Linked DNA regions of Anas platyrhynchos: region 2 is linked to region 1. Evidence: chromatin contacts called from public Hi-C data. All regions are on one chromosome and are shown on one strand. Each heading gives the region's core, a stretch centred on a gene start, on an enhancer-like site or on the middle of the called end of the contact. The rest is flanking DNA. Distances are from core to core; before and after follow the strand shown.

Region 1 (2,771 bases), core at 175-2,674:
AAGGGCCCTCTGGAGATCATTTAGACCAACCTCCCTACAGAGCAGAGTCACCTAGAGCATGTTGCACAGATGATAACCAGGAGGATTTTGAATATCTCCAGAGAAGGTGACACCACAGACTCTCTGGGCAACCTGTGCCAGTGCTCTGTCACCCTCACAGTAAAGAAGGTTTTCCTCATAATCAGCTGGAATTTCCCGTGTTTCAGTTTGTGCCCATTGCCTCTTGTTCTGTCACTGGGCACCACTAAAGAGTCCAGCCCCATCCTGTTGACACCTCCCTTTGGATATTTATGCACACTAATGAGATCCCCTCTCAGTCTTCTCTAAGCTAAGCAGACCCAGCTGTCTCAGCCTTGTTGGTTTTCTTATGGGAAAATGAGGTAAAAGTCACTTTAAAAGCTTAAAAGTGTTGTAGTAGAAAAAGTAGCCAGGTTGTAGGCAAAAAGGGAGGGAAAAACCTAACTGAAGAGATGGGTGGAGGACAAGAAAAGATCTCTGGAAAGGAACAACAACTATGGTTACTCTAACCTCGTCCATATTCCTTTTTGTTCTGCAGATATCAACACTTGAATGACAACCTGCCCACTCTCCTTCGCAAGTTAAATTGTGTTTTGTGAATAAAGCACAGGAACGGAGGGTTACAACAAGAGATGCCATAAAGCAGTTCAAGGTGCACTTGAACAAGGTTGTGCTTTGTTCTTCCACCGCCTCACTGCTCTCTCAAGAAGTATCTTTGGACACCCCTTAGGTCAAGAAGTAGGCTTTTGCGTCACAGCAGGCACAATCTTACTGCTGCTTTTTTTACAGGATAAAAAAAAAAAAAAAAAAAAAAAAAAAAAAAAAAAAAAGAGCTGAAACCACACTAATATGTGACACATATCTCTCAAGTGTCTTCGTGTCTTCTACTTTGACCTGAGGCACAGCCCTGCACCAGGCTGGGTGAGCAAGGGAGCCTACAATGCTAGACTGCAGCTGTGGGTCCTCCTGGGGGCATCCTGCCTATCTTTTCTGCACAAGCCGTTCAAAAAAAAAAAAGCAAGCAAAACTATTTTGCTGTTTTGCTGCAAACCCCTGGTTAGAAAATAGAGAGTGTGAGCTAGCTGAGCTAGCTGAGCACATGAAAAGCTGTGGTGCTGCACTGCAAATGCGTGCAGGTGTTGAGTAATTCAGTGCCCATTGCCGCTGAACAGCAAACTCTCCCTAACGCCTCCTCTGTGCAATCGCATCACACCTGCCATTGAGACCTACCACCTGGATGTGCTGCTCAAGGCCAGCCAAGCACCGTCTCCACGCTTGCAGAGATGAGCTGGCTCCTCGATTTGTCTCCCGTCACGGCTTATTTCCTGCCTGCCGAGCACCAGGCTGCTCTGACTCAGCTGCAGGAGGAAGGCACCGTGCGGCTGCTGCCTGCGTTGCCATAGCGTGCCCTTGTGCAGATTGCCTCTGTCACCCACTGAAGGTCACCCTTCCTGCGTCACCACGCAGTATCACTGCCGCAGCGCAGGTGGAGGAACAGTTTGTATGCGTGCTCCTTACCTGACCTGGGGTGAAACTAAAGGGACTTGGGATACTGATGTCGCTCTGCAGACTGATGTTGTCCTTCACCAGTCAGACCTCAGCAAGGTCCGAGACGCTGAGGGAAGGGAGCAATGGCTTTACTGTCCACTTGGCTTACTCCAGAGCTCTGGCAAGCCAAACTGCCTTTGCATAGAGGAGGCTCACCTTGACACCCATGGGTAGAAGCAGCAGACGGGACTGTTGTCCCCACCAGCTCCCTCAGGCAGAGCCAAGTGCCCCAGTCATGTTCCTCTACCACCACCCAGGTTCCCTGCTGGGAGAGACAGGGCCAGTCCTGGCCAGGCATGAGCTGCCTCTCCTGCTTCACAGCCCAAGTTAACCCAAGAGGTTCGGCCTGGAGGGGAACCCCCATGCTTGCCTGCACCGCCACATCACCCAGGCAAGTCGGGAGGCTGGTAAGGGCTGTGGTGGAATGGCTGAAAAGAAATCATCCATCCACAGCCCAGGTCACTTAGCTCAAAATTGCTTGGGACTGCACAAAACTGGAGCTAAGGTGGCTCAGATACCACAGAGCTGTTAAAAGCAGTGCAACTGCTGGCGTAATAAATTCAGACAATTTCTGTTTTCAGCAAGTACTCAGCTGTGAGCAAATGGAGTGTAAGTAAACAGGAATGATTTAATTATCATATAAAATTAATTAATTAGACACAGGAATCAACAGGGAATCCTTTTCAAACACTGGTGGCACATTACTGTCAGTTGTAGCATACTTATCTGCTGACCTACATGAGCAAGAACAGATTGAAGTTTCTGCGCTTAATGTACTATAATCATTTTGGCTTACTTTTCCCCCCGAGACAGGCAAAAATAAAGTTAAGAAAAGTGACCAAAGAACATACAACCATTTCAAAGCAAGTAACGTAAACCCAAAGCTGGGTTGATTCAGTGTTGCACTGGCAATGTGAAAACAGGCTAATGACCAAATCCATCAGTTGTTCCTTCTGGTACAGGGCTGGGGACAACTAACACAACATGACATACAGGTTAGGTCACCATGGTGGTAGCAGTAGACTGAAGGACAGGCAGTCTTCTCCCAGCCTCTTGCACCAGTTTCTCCATGGCCCCAGAATCCACCTTCATGTGCTGCTTCTCTGCTCCCTTGTCCTGCCAAAAGCATGGAATGGGAAATTTTGTTTGAAGTTAAATCTCTAACACCTTCCACGTATGGGCTGTGACCCTATGACAGCCTCTGA
Region 2 (2,771 bases), core at 112-2,611, 87 kb after region 1:
TCTAGAGACCACTATTTCAACCCACAAACAGGCTGAAAAAACAGCTGAGATGAATGACCCTCAGGAGATATCCATCCTCTAGAATAACTCATGAGCTAGTGTCACTAGCTCAAACTTTAATACCCTTATCTCCTCCTCGTGCAGATGACAAATGTTAACCTATTTCAAAGCTGAACATAATATCAGAATCTTGAAAAATTCTTCACAAATTCTTATGTTTCACCATATTTATTATACACATTTATTTTATTTACGTCTCACTCAGCCATACGCTCATAAACACGCTGACAGGAGCAGTACAAAGTCAAAGCAGCTGCTTAACTTGGCTAAAAAGAGGCCTCTGGTGGCAGTAGCTAAGTATAACTTCTCAAAGTTTTATGGAATATGTATTTTGATGACAACTTTATATATTTAAAAGTATCTATAGAAAGCAGACTAGGCAGTTATATTTGCAGTGAAAATTGACACATTACTGCTCATCTCCCAAGCAGTAACTATGTCAAGTCCATTCATCTTCATGCCTATACCACCCTTGTCAAATCAGTCTTAATGTTGCATATATTTTCAGTTATGTAAAGTAGTTCATTTTTAAACAGCAACGTTGCAAATTTCAGTGTTACAGTTATCTCAATACTGCAGATAGTAAAAATTAGTAAATTAAGGTTCAGGCCTGCTTATTCCCTGAGATCAATCATGAAGGCACCTGGATTTTCTTAAAAAAATTACACAGATAAGTAAAATTCAGTGAAATATTTCCTTATAAAAATGTAATATTTCTTGGGTAAGTATAAGAATAAAATAAACCTGTAGATTAAAACATATCAGATAGGCAAATGTATACAACTTGATAAAATTCAGTTCCTTTATTACAGCTTAATGACTTTAACCCACAGGCAACACTAGTCCTTTAAAAGTCCGTGCCAAACTTCTGGCATATGATTAGGAACAAGAAGATAGCCCACAAGAAGTCAGATAAGGCTTCCTGCCTTCTAGAAAGAGCCAACAGACAGAAGAATCGTGATAATGTAAAGAACTGGAACGGAAATGTTAAGGTCAGTATGAACGAAATGTGAGTGGAAGTGTATGTGCGCAGGAATTGAAAGCAGCAGCAGAACTAAAAACAGCCTGTACTGAGAACAAAGGACACAACTCCCTGCAGTCAAACAGAGGGATGTGTGAGTAAAACACAAAGTTCTTCCTGCTCTCTGATAAGACCACAGCACAGACCACTCATCGACGGAAGGCCCTGCATCCCAGCACCAGCGGAACAGCAGAAAGGCTGCAGCTTGTATCACATCCACCACCCTTATCTCCTTCTCCTGTCAGATGCAAAGGAAAGACATAACAAACACATGTAATGTAATGAAAAACATAAAAACTGACTAAGATTACAAAGGCTGACGTAAGTAAGACTGAGGCAAAGTGCTGCCCTGTCACAACAGATAATTTTCTTATTGGTTGGGACTGCTGTAAGACCGATCCCATTACCTATTAAATGCCCACACACAGACCCATGGACAGCCAAGGACTCTCTGGTATGGTCACCTTTTCTATCACACTTTCTTGGTCCCTGATGATGGAAACTCAGGAAGAGAATAAGTGAAGTACAGCAAGTCCTGTTGCTGAAACTGATTCTGAAAGCCACTGCCATTTTCACCAACTTCATCAAGAAATTCCTCTTGGCCTGAGGTTACAGCAAGAAGCTACAACTATCATTTCCACCTTTCTATTTATGTTAGAGATTATATAATCATAGAACCATTAAGGCTGGAAAAGACCTCCAAGATCATCTGATCTAACCACCCACCTGCCACCAGTATCACCCACCAAAACATGTTCTTAAGCAGCACACACAACCCTTCCTTAAACACCCCGAGGGACGGTGACTGCACCACCTCCCTGGGCAACCCTTTCCAATGCCTGACTGCTCTTTCTGAGAAGAAATGTCTCCTCATTTCCAACCTGAACCTCCCTGGGCACAACTTGATGACATTCCCTTTAGTCCTATCACTAGTTACCTGCGAGAAGAGGCTGACCCCCAGCTCCCCACACCTTCCTTTTAGGTAGCTGTAGAGAGCAATAAGGTCTCCCCTGAGCCTCCTCTTCTCCAGACTGAACAACCCCAGTTCCCTCAGCCATTCCTCATAGGACTTGTGCTCCAGACCCTTTACCAGCTTCATAGCCCTTCTCTGGGCATACTCCAGGGCCTCGATGTCCTTCTTGTAATGAGGGGCCCAAAACTGAACACCATACTCAAGGTGCGGCCTCACCAGAGCAGAGTACAGAGGGACCACCTCCCTGGTCCTGCTGGCCACACTATTCCTGATACAATCCATGGTTCCCATTGGCCTCCCTGGCCACCTGGGCACACTGTTGGCTCATGTTCAGGTGAGCATCGACCAGCATCCACAGATCCTTTTCCTCTACACAGCTTTCGAGCCACTCTCCCCCAAGCCTGTAGCACTGCATGGGGTTGTTGTGGCCAAAGTGCAGGTCCTGGCACTTAGCCATGTTGAACCTCATCCCGTTGGCCTCTGCCCATCAACCCAACATGTCCAGGTCCCTCTGCAGGGCCTTCGTACCTTCCAGCAGATCAACACTTTCCCCCAGCTTGGTGTTATCTGCACACTTAGTGAGTGTGCACTCAATTCCCTCATCCAAGTCATCAATAAAGATATTAAAGAGGATGGGCCCCAACACCGACTCCTGGGGAACATCACTGGTGAACAGTCATCAGCTGGATTTCACTCGGTTCACCACCACTCTCTGGG

What was found. Hi-C and Micro-C count contacts between places; a contact is called where the count stands out from the background.
Region 2: a Hi-C map of skeletal muscle shows a contact between it and region 1, with 2.6 times the contacts expected there. The contact joins two enhancer-like sites. A contact is called at or near these places in 2 of 8 Hi-C or Micro-C datasets (skeletal muscle and subcutaneous adipose tissue).

Annotation. Positions count from the first base shown.
Region 1 is chr3:86,027,712-86,030,482 of IASCAAS_PekinDuck_T2T, forward strand. No RefSeq gene overlaps it. Among named protein-coding and RNA genes, the nearest start is that of BCKDHB, 130 kb to the right of the region's middle. Within about 2 kb of position 1,425, at least 2 of the 8 cell types and tissues checked have an H3K27ac peak or open chromatin away from gene starts, as enhancers often do.
Region 2 is chr3:86,114,965-86,117,735 of IASCAAS_PekinDuck_T2T, forward strand. All of the region lies in intron 8 of BCKDHB (branched chain keto acid dehydrogenase E1 subunit beta), which reads right to left. Among named protein-coding and RNA genes, the nearest start is that of BCKDHB, 41 kb to the right of the region's middle. Within about 2 kb of position 1,362, at least 4 of the 8 cell types and tissues checked have an H3K27ac peak or open chromatin away from gene starts, as enhancers often do.